2 separate regions of the Sus scrofa genome follow, and region 2 is linked to region 1. A link is a contact called in public promoter capture Hi-C data. All regions are on one chromosome and are shown on one strand. The core of a region is the stretch at or near the end of the contact, and the rest is flanking DNA. Distances in the headings are between cores, read along the strand shown.

Evidence for each region. Promoter capture Hi-C pulls out the DNA fragments that hold promoters and counts their contacts.
Region 2: a contact with region 1 is called in a promoter capture Hi-C map of fetal skeletal muscle, with 3 times the contacts expected there. The contact joins the enhancer-like site here to the promoter of CBR3 in region 1. A contact is called at or near these places in 3 of 5 promoter capture datasets (fetal skeletal muscle, liver and skeletal muscle), 17 of 47 Hi-C or Micro-C datasets (adipocytes, adipose tissue, alveolar macrophages and 10 more) and 2 of 2 datasets of contacts at active chromatin or transcription factors (alveolar macrophages and skeletal muscle).

Annotation. Positions count from the first base shown.
Region 1 is chr13:199,826,085-199,834,032 of Sscrofa11.1, forward strand. It overlaps CBR3 (carbonyl reductase 3), which reads left to right and starts at 4,606. Exons shown (of 3, transcript NM_001244732.1): 1 at 4,606-5,042; 2 at 6,713-6,820. The coding sequence starts at 4,754.
Region 2 is chr13:199,900,058-199,908,005 of Sscrofa11.1, forward strand. DOPEY2 (protein dopey-2) reads left to right here. Exons shown (of 39, transcript XM_003132763.4): 9 at 1,923-2,032; 10 at 2,635-2,749; 11 at 5,219-5,339. Among named protein-coding and RNA genes, the nearest start is that of DOPEY2, 56 kb to the left of the region's middle. Within about 2 kb of position 4,629, at least 2 of the 83 cell types and tissues checked have an H3K27ac peak or open chromatin away from gene starts, as enhancers often do. A contact at or near this core is called in fetal skeletal muscle, where this site is marked.

The sequences.
Region 1 (7,948 bases), core at 3,356-5,855:
AAGCGGAAGGTGTTTTTACCCAGTCCTGGAGGTGAGGGGAGAGTCTTCCGGGTTAACTGTATTAGTCTCTGATGGCCGCTGTAACAAATTACCACAAATTCAATGGCTTAAGACAACACAAGGAGTTCCTACTGTGGCACAGTGGGTTAAGAATCCAGCTATAGGAGTGCCCGTTGTGGCTCAGTGGTTAACGAATCTGACTAGCATCAATGAGGGTGCAAGTGTGATCCCTGGCCTTGCTCAGTAGGTTAAGGATCCAGCATTGCCCGGGTTCAATCCCTGGCCCAGGAACTTCCATAAGCATCTGTTTAAAGCACACAATTCAATGGTTTTTAACAAGTTCATGGAATTATGCAACCATCACAATTTTAGAACAGTGTCATAACCCCCCAAATGGTGGCTGTACCTGCCATTAAGGTGGCCATAAAAATAAAAAATAAAATTAAATTAAAAAAAAAAAACCACTCTTTAAACATGCATTTATCAACTTACGATTCTGGAGGCTGGAAGTCCTAAAGTCAGGGTGTCAGCTGAGTGGTGTTCTTTCTGAAAGCTCTAGAGAAGAACCCATTTCCTTGCTTTTTCCAGCTTCTGGACGGCTGCTTCCCTGAGGTCCTGGCCCCTTCCTCCACCTTCGATGCCAGCCATGTAAGCATCTTCGAATCCCTCTCAATCTCCCTCCCTCTCTGCTTTTGTTTTACATCTTCTTCTGCCTTTGACCTCCCTGCTTCTAACAAGGAGAGTTGGGATTAAAGTGGGCCCGACTGCATAACCCACAGATACCTTCCCATCTCCGGATCCTCAATTTAATCACATTTCAAAGTCCCTTCTGCCATACAAAGGGACACCTGAAGGTTCTGAGGATTAGGACTGGACACATCGGGCGGGGGGTGGGGTGGAGGGGGACAATAACCTGTGCCTTTTCAAACCCTTTCTCCTCTCTTTTTCTCTAAAACGCCAGCTCTTTTTTTGAAGATTGGATCACTTTTAACCAATTAACCCTCCTCCAACCCAGTGGTTTCCAGCCTCAGCTGCACATGGGGACCAGAGAGCTTCTAAAACTCTATGCTTAATATAGTCAACATTTTATAATAACCATAAGCAGAGTTTAATCTGTAAAAATTTTGAATCACTATGTTGTATACCTGAAACTAATATAAAATTGTAAATCAATTATATCTCGATAAAACTTTTTTTTTTTTTTGCTTTTTTTTCCACCATTGGCATATGGAAGTTCCAAGGCTAGGGGTCAAATCGGAGTTGCAGCCACAGCAACCTACACCAGAGCTCACAGCAACACCAGATCCTTAACCCCCTCAGCAAGGCCAGGGAAGGAACCAGCGTCTTCATGGATACTAGTTGGGTTCATTACCACTGAGCCACAACAGGAACTCCCTCAATCAAACTTTTTTCTAACAAAAACAAAAACCTCCCAATGCTTCCAATGCTTGGGTCAAACCCCAGTACCATTGAACCACAACATCTGGGGACAGAGCCAGCCAACAGCATTTTTGTTTTCAGGATTCCCAGGGGATTCTAACATGAAAAATTTAGGAGCGACTGCTATGAGCAACAGACTTTCTCAAAATCACGCTATACACCCTTCAGTGACCTGCTACATACTTTGTGGGACCTGCAAAATGAAGATGGGGAACCCTTGTTTGGGAAAAAAAAGAAAAAGCAATTGAGAATTTCAGGACAATAACAGCAGAGGGCGCACACCTTGAGGCCAGCACACTGTTCAGCATCTCCTCTCCATGCCTGTCCTCAGCTCTGAGGAAGTCCCGGGAGCCGTGTGCAAGACCCACCCAGTATCTCGGCTTCTCAGTCCCTTGACCGCCTTCACACCACGACAATTTCCGTGCCCCCTACATGTGGTTCATGCGCACAGCCTCTGAGACCTCCACCTCAAAGCATCCCACACTGACCTGCACCACCAGCTTGACCCCAGTCTCCAAGCTTCCCTCCAGAGCTGCCCCGTCCTAAGAGACCTCAGTTCCAACAGTCCTACTGCTTTTCCCTTGTTATGAATCTCCAACTTCCTCGTGTCCTTTCTTCCGTCCTTAGAGATCACAGCCCTAAGCAGTATCCTTTCCTTGCAAACATCTTTCACTGTGTGGTGTGAGCCTGGCAAAACACCAGCCCTCCGCTTTGCAAGTTGCAAGTTACGATGCTTGGGGTAGGGGTGGGGGGGCCTGACATCGCAAGAGGCTTGGTGGTGCTGTCTTGACATTTATGACCACAGGTCTCAAATGGGCCACCAATCCTGCTGGTCAGTGCTGCCTAGCTCCCTAATAAATTCACTTTCCCATTCTGCAAGATGGCTTTGCTTTCCTCAAGTCTCCCAAACGGAACCCTCTTGCTAATGACCAAAATTGCTCTTCCTTCAAAGAGAAAACAATGCCCTGGAGGAGAGCCACACAATATCCTGCAACTAGACCACACAGGCTGCCGTCCCTGTTACAAGAGTTTCCCTGCTTCCGTAAGCCAAGTCCTCATCTGAGCCCTAGAGCCTATCTGCATTCACCTTCCCACACATTTTGTTCCTGAATTATTCCCTTTGTCTCTTCACCTATTCTCACCTCTCTGAGATTATTACCATTGTATAAAAACATCGGAGTTCCCGTCGTGGCTCAGCAGTAACAAAGCCAACTGGTATCCATGAGGATGCGGGTTCAATCCCTAGCCTTTCTCAGTGGGTTAAGGACCTGGTTTTGCCATGAGCTGTGGTGTAGGTTTAAGATACAGTTCAGATCCTGCATTGCTGTGGCTGTGGTGTAGGCCAGCAGCTGCAGCTCTGACTTGACCCCAGCCTAGGAACTTCCATATGCCTCGGGTGCAACCCTAAAAAGACCAAAAAAAAATTTTTTTTAATAAATAAAAACATGCTTTCATCTTTCTCTCCCAGCTTTAAAAACTCTTTTAAAAGAATTCAAGTCAGAGTTCCTATTGTGACTCAGCTGGTGAAGGACCTGACAGTCTCAATGAGGATGCAGGTTCACCCAGCCTGGCTCAGTAGGTTAGGGATCCAGGATTTCAACAAGCTGCAGCGTAGGTGGCAAATGTGGCTCAGATCCAGTGATACTGTGGCTGTGGCATAGGTAAGCAGCTGCAGCTCTGATTCAATGCCTAGTCCAGGAGCTTTCATATGCTGTGGGTGTGGTTGTTTAAAAAAAAAAGAGAGAACTCAAATGCTATAAAATATGTTCTCTGACTACAACAACAGAATTAAGAAATCAATAACAGCAAGGTATCTGGAAAAATCCCCAAATAGTTGGAAACTAAAAGATATACTTCTAAATACCCTCAGTCAAGGAAGATATCAAAAAGATATTTTAAACTGCTTAAAATTGAAAACATATCCGAGTTTATGGGCTGCTACTGTTCAAGTCAACAAAACTTAGATGAAATATACGAATTTTTGAAAAACATGAGTCAAGCTCACTCAAGAAGAAATAGAAAACCTGAATAGCCCCATATCTTTAAAATTGAGTTTTGAAGTTCTCTTGCAGCACAGCAAGGTAAGGATCACTGCAGCAGCTCAGGTCGCTGCTGTGGTAGGGGTTCCATCCCTGGCCTGGGAACTTCTTCATACCATGGATGTGGCCAAAAGAGAAAAAAATAAGATAAAATAGAATTCCAAATAATCTTTAGAGGAAAAAAAAAGAAAACACTGACTGAGCCACAGAAAGCACCCACCTCCTGACCTCACATGTTGACTTGGAGAAAGTAGAGTCAAGGTGACAGCTTAGCCCAATGTGCCTGGGGAAAGCTGAGTCACAATGAGATCACAGCTCTCCATAAATCTAAAAGTCACTAATCAAACCCACTCGAATCAAATGCACCTGGGTTACACTAAAGAAGGTGGCTAGGAGTGTTCTAATTGCTTGTCCACACCATGACACTCTTTGGCGATTTGTATTCAGTTGAACTTCGTGAGAACAGAGATTTCACCGGAAGGAAAAAAAATTATACACACACACACACATATGTAACCTCCTTGGATAAACCTAAAATGCACACACTTCGCAGCCAAAGTAGTTATGTGAAATGAATAAAAGCCTCCTAAGAGGCTTGGCACACAGTGAGAGTTTCATACACATTCTCTCCCACATGGGGGCGCCCTGGGAATCCCACAGAGCTAGGTAACCTGCCCACACCTGCAAAGCTGCTCACGGGACCTCTTTTCTCTCATTCCCTCTCTTGCGCATCTCCTAAGCGAGAAACGGGAATCTCTGTCCTGAGATCCAATTACCGTGTCGAAATAATTTCAGTGTATTCAAGGAAAAATCAAACACCCTCATTTTGCAGCGGCTCACGGGCGCACGCCCAAGAAAATTACTCAGCATTTGTTTTTCTCCTTTTGGGTTCTCCTACAATAGTTCCTTCAATCCAACTGCAGTGACTCTCTAGACCCTATCGACCCATCACCGTCCGGTTTTGCTTTGCAGGAACAACTTCACCCCGCGGATCAATGTTTGGCTTAGAGGCGGGATCAAAGGAGGTCGAAGCGCTGGGAGGGGGCGGACCGGAGAATGGGGCGTTACGAAACCTTCAGGAACAGCGGCCCCTCCTAGGAGGGGAGGAACCGAGGACCGGAGCCTCATTCTCTGCAACTCACAGCACTGGATCCTAGAACACAGTTCTTCCTGGCTTCTCTGACTGTTGGCAGAGCCTCCGAAACGCGCGGAACCGGTGGCCCACAGCCCAGTCAGCTCTCCACCAAAAGGTCCCGCTCGCCCCACACCCGGCCATGTCGTCCTACACCCGCGTGGCGTTGGTGACTGGCGCCAACAAGGGCATCGGCTTCGCCATCGCGCGTGATCTGTGCCGGCAGTTCTCGGGGGATGTGGTGCTCACCTCGCGGGACGCTGCTCGGGGCCGGGCGGCGGTGCAGCAGCTGCAGGCCGAGGGCCTGAGCCCGCGTTTCCACCAGCTGGACATCGACGACCTGCAGAGCATCCGCGCCCTGCGCGACTTCCTGCGCAAGGAGTATGGGGGACTCAACGTGCTGGTCAACAACGCGGGCATCGCTTTCAAGAGTAGGTGAGGGGGTGGGAGGTCCCCGGGCTCGTCCAGGGTGCGGGACAGCGAGCCGCAGGCGCCCCCCACACGTCCACTTGATTGATCGGGAAAGCAGCGCCCGCCGCTCGGGACGCGCTCAGGTCTCGCCTCGCGCGGCGGTTTTTCGTTTTCTACGGAGTCTCTGGAGCTGTTCGTTTAGCACAAGACCCGCCCGGGTGCCTGGCACAGCGCGCCCCGCCCGCCCGCCGGCCTGTGCGGGCCTGTGCGCGCCAGTGAGCAACCCAGGGCCCTCCCAGGACCGTCAGCTGCTGAGGTTTGCAAGAGAATCGGTCTCCTGGGAGGGAGCCACGCCCTGCCAAGCTCATCAGTTTTCTAATGCAAGAAACATTTTCTCAGAGAAGGGTCTCCAAGCTCCAAGCTTGCCGGGCTTTCGCTTTCCATGAAAAGGCGCATTCATAGATATCGGGCGGCATCTGCTCCGGACAGGAAGTGAATCTCAGAGACACGATTAGCGCGCACTTGCAAGTTAGTGGACTTAAGTCTGTTTAATCGAGAGCTTTGATAGGCTCTAGCACAAAGGAAGCGAGCATGGTTCCCACCCCCCAGAGAACCTAGGTTTGTTATCAAACATATAAGCGTGGTTTTAAGTAGCATCTTCCGGGGGGGAGGGGGCGGGAATCAAAGAAGTTACTACTCCAGTAGGAAAGTCATTGATCTTCCATGCGCTGCAGATAGAAATGAACAGGCCAGTGTCGCATGCAAACCTAGTGCGGAAGGGAAATCTAAGAGGCAGAACCCAAGAAAATGAAACATTGTGAAGCGTTAAACCTTCATCCGCTTGGCCTGGGGCTTCGCAAGTGCGGCCCACCGGCAACTCAGTCTGCGGGATTTCTAGACGCGAGGGCAGGAGGTACCCAACACCCACCTGGAGCCGACAGCGGATAAATAGCCAGCTTCCCCCACCACCGGGGAACGCTGACCTCAGCTGGAAGCTCTCGCCCCTCAGCGTGTGGGCGGTCGACCAGCAGCACCTGTGACCCTGAGCGCTCACTGAAATCGCAGAATCTCCAGCCTCGCCCTACACTTGAATTATAATTTGCATTTTAACAGAATTCTCCTGGTGCCTCCTCTGCCCGTTCGAGATTGAGCAGCAGTGATCAAAGCCAAGAGTTCTCGAAGTGTGGCTCGCGGACCAGTGGCTGTGGCATCACCTGGGAACTCGTTAGAAACGTGCTTTCTGGACCCCCACGCCAGATCTTCTTGGTCCTAAACTCGGGGGTCGGGAACCAGACGGCTGTGTTTTAAGAGGCCCTTGAATGTTTTTGCTTTTTATGGCCGCACACGGGGCATATGGAGGTTCCCAGGCTAGGGGAGGTCCAGTCAGAGCTACAGTTGCCGGTCGCCACGAGCACAGCAACACAGGATCCGAGCCGCATCTGAGATGTACACCACAGCTCTCCGCAACGCTGGATCCTTAACCCACAAGCGAGGGCAAGGAGTGAACCCCCATCCTCGTGGCTGCTAGTCGGATTCCTTTTCGATGTGCCACTACCAGAAAGCCAACCCTTGAAATTACTTTAAAGTTAGCTTGTTTTGCCTTCGTTAGAAGTAATATCCACTTTATCTTATGAATTTCGACGGTGGGGGGTGATGCATGACCTTTCTCTTTGTTTCCTCTTTTTGAAAGTTGATGATCCAACGCCCTTTGACATTCAAGCTGAGATGACGCTGAAGACAAACTTTTTTGGCACAAGAAATGTCTGCATCGAATTACTGCCGATCATAAAACCTCATGGTAAGTCCAGCTTTGTGGACTGTCCAGTTGCCTCCCCTCAGTAAGGAGTCAGCCACAGGGCTGTCCCTCGGGAATCACCCAGGGCTGCTGTTTCTCTGTGGAGGAAACGCAGATAGCTCTATTTTGTCAGAGTATCTCATAGCTCCTCACTGGAATAGTTTAGCTTTATTGAAAGGTATCTATGATACCTGGAGATGCTCTAGGGTCCCATGTCGTGAACTCAACTCTATAATGATAAGGTGAAACTTCCCCTGGGGCTCAGCAGGTTGAGAACCTGACATAGTGCATGTGAGGATGCGGATTGGATCCCTCACCTCACTAAGTGGGTTAAGGATCCAGCATGGCCCCAAGCATGGGTCGCAGATGCAGCTCAGATCCCCTGTGGTTATGGTTGTGGTGTAGGCCAGCAGCTGCGGTTCTGATTCAACCGCTAGCGTGGAAACTTCCATATGCTACTGGTGAGCAGTAAAAAAGAAAAAAAAAAAAATGTTAAGGTGTTGCAATCCCAAAAGGCCTTTCACCTTTGAGCAGTTCAGCCCCTCTCAGCTCCTCACCGAGCTCACCTGGGCCCTGGGGAAAGGGTCTGTTCAAGCATTTCTATGAATTTTCCTAAAGTCCTTTCATCTTGTACCAATCTTTGTAAAGCTGATTCATAACATCCAAAAGAAATCGTTTTTTATTAAGAAATATCTTGCCTACACCTTCAAGTATTTGATAAATAACTTTTATTACTTCTCCCACAAATACTTATTGAGCACCTGCCAAAACCTAGGCCTTGTGCGGGTGCCCGGGATGCAGTGGTGACATTGTGGGCATGGACAGTCCTGTCCATGGAGCACTGAGTCCCCTGGGGGAGACCATTGCTGTGCTGACAAAGAATCCTCAGTGTAAGGTACAAGTGTGCTCTAGGCGGGGAGAGAAGGCTTGCTCCCAAGAGGATCTTCTCTCCCAAGAAGTCAACTGTGATTCTTCGGAAGAACTCTGTGGTTCGTACTAGAAATGTGCTTTTCTTAACATTTTAAATAAAGTTGATCTCTAAGGCAAAAATACTTAAATCAAAAAAGATGCATAGGAGCTCCCATCGTGGCACACCAGAAACAAATCCAACTAGGAACCATGAGGTTGCGG
Region 2 (7,948 bases), core at 3,379-5,878, 74 kb after region 1:
ATCCAGTGTGGCCACAAGCTGTGGCATAGGTTACAGGTGCAGCTTGGATCTGGTATTGCTGTGAGCTATGGTGTAGGTTGCAGGTGCAGCTTGGATCCTGCATGGCTGTGGCGTAGGCCAGCAGCTGCAGCTCCCATTCAACCCTAGCCCAAGAACTTCCATATGCCACAGGTATGGCTGTAAAAAGACAAAAAAAAAAAAAAAAAAAAAAAAGAAAGAAAGAAAATTTCATGGAATGCGAGTGTGTTCGAGAAAACCAACAAACGTGGAATATGTGTGGGAGAAGGTTCTTTTCTAGATGGGAGCTTTGTGGCATTGACACATTTGGGGAGAGATTTGGATGCCTTTGGGAGACATGAGAACGCTGTTTCACGTTTCTATAGCATGTGTTCTCGTGGACAGCCTGCAACCCTGCAGGAGGAGCTCTGGACTGTTGAGTGGGAGGCTTCACAGGGACAGAGCCCAGGAAATCCCAGAACTTAAAGGGTAGCACTTTCTGAATTTTATAAATGCCCATATTCAAGAGAGGGTGGTGTACAGAGCAGTTGTGAAAGGACTCCATAGCTTTTTTTTTTTTTTTTGAAGATTTTATCTTCGTTAGAGCAGTTTTAGGTTCACAGTGACACTGAGAGGAAAGTACAGATAGTTCCCGTCTGCTCTCAACCCCCATCATCAGCACCCCCCACGGAGGGGCACATTTCTTACAATTGATGAACCTATACTGACGTGTCGTCACCCTCAGCCCCCCATTTAGATCGGAGTTCACACTTGATGATGTGCATTCCGTGGGTTTAGGCGATGCTAGTGTCACACACAGTATTTCCACTGCCCTAAAAACCCTCTGCTTCTCAGCTTTTTTCTTAGACCCTCAGCATACAGATCTTCTCTTACCAACGTCAGAAAGTCCTCTTAACCCTTTCTTCCCCTAGTTATAAACCTTTCAGAAGGCATAGCATGGAAGCTTTTGCGGGATTTCTTTTTTTTTTCCCCGACCAGGCCCACAGCATGCGGAAGTTCTTAGGCTAGGGATCGAACCCACGCGGCAGCAACTGTGCCACGAGAGAACTCCTGAAGGTTCTCCAGAAGGATATTTACAGGTTCCCTAAGCGTTTTTGTTACAAGGATGATTCTGTTCAATGCATGACTCCCTCCCAGTGGGGCTCAGCTTGCTGTGTATAGAGAGGACCCGGGACCCAAGTTCAGTGCCAGCTCTGACTTGCTTAGCCATGAGCCCAGGAGTCCAGGCTCTCACTTAGAAAGATGCTGTTCTTTGCCCTGAGGCCCTTAGAGACTCACCCACGGTTCAGAGTGAAGGCATATTGATGAGAATACCTTGATTTCACATAGTGCTGTACAGATAAGCGCTGGTTTTTAGAAATGATACACATTCCATTAGATCCTTATACTCCTACTTGCCAGAGACAGGAAGAATTTTTGGGATAAGTTGAGCTGATGCCCATTGAGCCGGAATTCTGCCTGTCTGATCCCTGGCACACCATCGTCAGAAGAAGACACGCCTTGATTTTGCCAGATCTGATCTTCGTTTTCTATCAGAAGGATTTTATTTTTTAAAATGTCAGAGCACGAGACCTTTGCACACTAGGATGGTGTACTTTTTTTTTTTGGTCTTTTTTTTTGTCTTTTCTAGGGCCGCACCTGCGGCGTATGGAGGTTCCCAGGCTAGGGGTCGAATTGGAGCTGTAGCTGCTGGCCTACACCACAGCCACAGCAACACGGGATCCGAGCCACATCTGCCGCCTACACCACAGCTCACGGCAACGCCAGATCCTTAACCCACTGACCTGCAACGTCATGGTTTCTAGTCTGATTTATTAACCGCTGAGCCACAAAGGGAACTCCTAGGATAGTGTCCTTTAAATGTATAGATCTCTTCACAGCTCATAGTGCTTGTTCTTTTCTAGGTTCAGATATTAAAGGAAATACCATCGTGCCAGAACCTGAAACCACAAATTCTTACGAAGACCAGTCCTTGTATTTTTTTGAGAAATATTCCAAGGATCTTTTAGTTGAGGTAAAGGAGCATTTCTGGAAAGTAGACCCCAATCAGGACATTGCTGTTCATGGTTCTTCCATGGGGTTCCTTGAGGGACCTCCAAGTAGACATGGGGCCTGTTCCTTGGGACACAGTTGGGAAAACGCCATGTACGGTCACCCCTTGGAATCCACGGAAGGTTGGTTTCAGCACCCCACTCCCTACCCCTGTGGGTACCAAAATCCAGATGCTCAAGTCCCTCGTGTGTGTCACATGGAGAAGTTGGCACATATCCTACACACATCCCCCCACACACCTTAAATCATCTCCAGATTACTTAAGACACCAAATACAACGTAAATGCTACGTAAGTCATGGTAGACACCGGGAGATGCTATCAAAGAAGTTGCCAGGGCGTGGCAAGTTCAAGTTTTGCTCTTGGGAACTTTCTGGAATTTCTTTGATCTGTGGATGGTTGGGTCTGTGGATACAGAACCCACGATGTGGAGGGCTGGCACTGCTCGTCTCATGCTGCCTGACCGCTCTCACCTCTATCCCAGAGTGTTTGACAGTTAGACCAAGCAATAAGGTCATGCTCTGCTTGATTCAAGACGCTAATAATGTGGCTTTGAAAAAAATAGGGTCTGGCTGAGATACTGCACCAGAAGTTCCCTGATGCCGACACGGAGGAACGCCACCACGCGTACCTGAGGCCTTTCCGCATCCTCGTCAGTCTGCTTGACAAGCCGGAAATAGGTAACGTTGGAAGTGCTTCACCACCAGGCGCCAAAGGCAGACTGCCTGTTTTGAGGGAATTAAAACTCAGTGATGGCCACAATTTAGGGAGTTCCCTTGTGGCTCAGCAGGTTAAGGATCCAGCATTGTCTCTGCAGTGGCTTGGGTCACTGCAGTGGCACAGGTTCAGTCCCTGGCCCGAGAGCTTCCACATGCTGTGAGTACAGCCAATTTAAAAACAAAAAAGCAAACAAACAAAAAAAAGCACTTTATGTAGAATACAGTTTACTCTTTGGAATTCCAGAATCTTGAGGTACTTTAGTCATGCTGTGTGGTTGAGTTCCTGTTATCTGGACACCACTTAAATGTTTTTGTTTGGCAAATACCTTTGTGCTTGTCTACACCTGTGCCTGCAGGACACATGCAGTACTGACTTGGTGAAAGCATTTCCTCAATCACATATCCTACTACAAAGACACTTTGATTTTATTTTCAAGAAAATAGGCCTTCCTCCATCATTTTGCCTCATGACCCCAAGAAATCTGCTTCTGCCTGATGAGCCTCGCTCAGTCTTCTCTTCTGTCAAACGGAGGGGCTTGAACTAGACTCTGGTTCCAAAAGGGTCGCCTTACACACTGTAGTCCTGTAGGCATCAGTTGAGAAAAGTGACCTTCTCTGCCTTGCTTTAAAAAAGAAACCGCTGGAATTCTCATTAAGGCTCGTTGGCTTAAGGACCCAACGTTGTCTCTGTGAAAATGTGGGTTCCATCCCTGGCCTTGCTCTGTGGGTTAAGGATCTGGCGTTTCCACAAGCTGTGGCACAGGTTGCAGGTGCAGCTTGGATCCAGTGTTGTCGTGGCTGTGGTGTAGGCCACAGCTACAGCTCCGATTCGACCCTTGGCCCAGGAACTTCCATATGCTCGAGGGCACAGCCTTAAAAAGAAAAAAAGACGAAAGAAAGAAACTGCTCGGTTTCCATTTGCTGTAAGATCTCAGCATCTCATTCCTCCAACACCATAAAGGGAAGGAAACAGGCTTCATCTCCGTAGGATACATCTTCCTGCATCTTTCCACACCTCCAGCAACCCTGGGCTGTTTTCTTACCATACACCTTCTACTGATGGGGAGACTGAGCTGAGCAAGGGTCAGTCATTTGCCAGGGGGCGCCTGGAAGCTAGGACTAAAACTCAGGTCTGTTTGACTACAGGCGCTGCTGCTTGCTTGATGGCATCAGGCAGACTCTCCCCCAGATGTCCCTCAGGTCATGCAGTTGGACTCAGGTGCCATGACATGGAGCTCTGGCTGCTCCTGACAGTCAAAGCAGGAAGCGTTTGTGCCTCCAAGGCCCGCCCTGGGAGGTGGGTGTTTTATGTCAAGGCCTTGACCCGAACAAGTAAACTGTGACCTCCAGCTTGGGCTCCAGGTCTTATGTTCTGGAAGGGGATGAATGGAGGGCTTCTGCCCCATCATAACAGTCTAATTTGTTATGTCAGGTTTTTTTTTCTTTTTTGGCCATGCCCACTGCATGTAGAAGCTCCAGGGCCTGGGATGAAATCCTTGTCACAGCAGCACAGTGCTGAGCCACCAGGGAACTAACTCCCTGATCATTTAGTTTTCTGAGAAAAGACACACTTGAAGGGCAGAGGGGTGGATGGATAATATAGACCAGGAGGCATAGGACAGTCATAGTTTTATCTGTGCTTTGGCTCCAAGCTTTGGCCATGTCTTCATTTCTTCTTGCTCTCTTAGGCTGGAGATAAAATATTCCTGGGGTTCTGCACGACTTTTATCTTCGAAGCAGAAGGGATTAGATGATCTGCGTTTCCCTTTACCCAGATGTGTTGACAGAGCTCCCGCGTGCTCTGGACCATCCTGTTTTCATGCTTCTGAATGATGGGTGGGACATTACTCCCTCCCAGCAGGCCTGACGGCTGGTGTTTGTGGAGCAGACATGTCCAGCTGCCTTGCACCTGCCTAATTAGCAGCTGGTCCAGTTCTTTGGTGCCATCTTGAGCTTCTTAGGAATGCGGTTATTTCTTTCATGTTGTTCTCGCTCATCCTTAAAGGAATCCAGAATAGGAAAAAAATTGCCTTACTCTGGCCAGACAGTTTATTCTCGCTTAAGACACTCAGCTCACTCCCTGCCTCTGCCTGGCAGAATCCGCCTGGAGCAAATTACCCCGCCTCTCGGCCTCAGTCCCCTTATCTGTAACAGAGCAAAATATTACCCAGTCCTGGGGCTGTTGTGAGGATTAAATTTATAGTCACAGAATGCTTAGAACAGCCAGCACCTCGTCCACTCTACAGAATGCTGGCTCATTTCAAGGATGTTGTTTCCCCCAGCTAAAAGTGTCATTGTCACAACTAAAGTTAAGTTTCTGTACTTTTAAAACTATACAAATTGTCTGTATGTATAGTTACTCTTGATGTGTTTTATGGGTATGTCATTTATTGGTTTATCTTTCTCTGGCTGTTTCCTTTTTAATTGCAGGGCCTCAGGTTGTTGAGAATTTGTTTCTCGAAGTCATCCGGGCCTTTTATTCTTACTGCAGAGATGCCCTGGGCTCTGATCTTAAACTCAGCTACACTCAGAGTGGAAATTCACTGATAAGGTATGGGTTTGGCTTCCAACTTCACTCTTTTTCACTCCCTAAAGTTTAACTCTCAGTTTATCACATGTTGTGGAGAAAGTGGAGATTAGGGGCAGATCAGGCCACTGGTTAAGATAACCCATGCTCTTAAACCAATCAACATGAATCCACCTTTTCCCCTTTTTTTTTTTTTTTTTTTTTTGCCACACTGGTGGGCAGCTTCAGTTCCAGCGTCAGGGATAGAACCTGAGCCACAGCCGTAACCAGAACCACAGCAGTGACATTGCCGCCGAATCCTTAACCCACTGAACCACCAGGGAACGCCATGAGTTTTAGTGTTTGTCTTTTTCTCACAGAATGAAAGTAGTTTCTTATTTTTCTGAATATGAAAGCAATACATGTTTATGGTAGAATCTACCAATATTTAAAGGTATCAAGAAAAAAAGTGGAGTTCCCATCGGGGTGCAAGGGGAAATGAATCTGACTAGGAACCATGAGGTTGCAGGTTCGATCCCTGACCTCGCTCAGTGGGTCAGCCATCCAGCATTGCCATGAGCTGTGGTGTAGGTCACAGAGGTGGCTCGGATCTGGCGTGGCTGTGGTATAGGCGGGTAGCTGTAACTCTGATTCGACTCCTAGCCTGGGAACTTCCATATGTCATGGGTGCGGCCCTAAAAAGAAAAAAAGAAAAAATCCCACCACCCTGCAGAGAAAAACATAAAACATTTGCATTTTTCCAAACCTTGAATGCACATGTACAGCACTGCCTATCTTTTATTTTTAAGGTGGAATTATAGTAACTGTTTAGTTGCATTTTTTTTTTAAATGAGAGTTGCAATGTTTATTTCAGGTTCTCTCTTGTTTTTTTGTTTGTTTGTTTTCCTTCTTTTTTGCCACACCTGCAGCATGTGGAAGTTCCTGGGCGCAAGGGATCAAACCCGCACCATAACAACAACCAGAACCACAGTGGTGAAAATGCAGGAGCCTTAACCCTAGAGGCCACCAGAGAGCTCCCTCCACCTTTTTTTTTTTTTTTTTTTTTTTTTTTTTTGTCTTTTGTTGTTGTTGTTGTTGCTATTTCTTGGACCGCTCCCGCGGCACATGGAGGTTCCCAGGCTAGGGGTTGAATCGGAGCTGTAGCCACTGGCCTACGCCAGAGCCACAGCAATGCGGGATCCGAGCCGCGTCTGCAACCTACACCACAGCTCACGGCAACGCTGGATCGTTAACCCACTGAGCAAGGGCAGGGACCGAACCCGAGACCTCATGGTTCCTAGTCGGATTCGTTAACCACTGCGCCACGACAGGAACTCCCCTCCACCTTTTTTTTTTTAAATACAAGTTGCAAATGGCTCTGCAGTCTTCTCCTGTGGGACGTAGTGGTTGCCTTAGAGTCCTCAGTAAGGAGTTAGCACTTGGCTGAGAAGTCCTGACCAATTGACCAGTCTCTTATTGATTGACTTTTGGATGGTTTCCACTTTTTCTTTCTTTTTTTCTTTTTTTTTAGGGCCGCACCCTCAGCATATGGAGGTATATGGAGGCTAGGGGCTGCATCAGAGCTGCAGCTGCTGGCCCACACCACAGCCACAGCAACATGGGATCCAAGCCGAGTCTGCCACCTACACCACAGCTCACAGCCATGCTGGATCCTTAACCCACTGAGTAAAGCCGGAGATCGAACATGCATCCTCATGGATACCACTTGGGTTCATTAACCTCTGAGCCACAGTGGGAACTCCTCCACTTTTTCAGTAGTTTAAAATGACACTGCCTTGGTATCCTTATGCCTCTATCTTTGTGTTCATGTGCAAGAATTTCTTGAGGATAAATCCTTGGAATAAATTTTCTGAGTCATAGAAGATGCGCATTTAAATGTCAGCAACATCTCCCTCTTAAATGGCTATACTATATTATTCCACCAATAGAACGGCATCACCTGCTGTTGGACTAAAACTGGCTTTTAACATATCACCTTCTTTTTGCAATAGCTCCTAAGCTAGCTTCTGAGGTAATAATAGAAATACTGTTTGGGATGGCACAGCGCATACTCTTCCTTATGTCAGAACAGTCATATTTTTATCTCTTTTTTTTTTTCTTTTTCTTTTTTTTTTTCTTTTCTGTCTTTTTGCTATTTCTTTGGGCTGCTCCCGCGGCGTATGGTGATTCCCAGGCTAGGGGTCCAATCGGAGCTGCAGCCACCGGCCTACGCCGGAGCCACAGCAACGCGGGATCCGAGCCACATCTGCAACCTACACCACAGCTCATGGCAACGCTGGATCGTTCACCCACTGAGCAAGGGCAGGGACCGAACCCACAACCTCATGGTTCCTAGTCGGATTCGTTAACCACTGCACCACAACGGGAACTCCCATATTTTTATCTCTTAACGAGTTTATCCGTCTCTCTAGAAATAAGGTGCATATGGTACAGTGAATTCCTTTTCCAGATATGGTGTTCCCATAATACAGGGCTTTTCATGGATATATTTATAAATATCAGAGTTCCCATTGTGGCGCAGCGGAAATGAATCCAACTAAGAACCATGAGGTTGCAGGTTTAATCCCTGGCCTCGCTCAGTGGGTCAAGGATCCAGCGTTGCTGTGAGCTGTGGTATAGGTTACAGACACAGC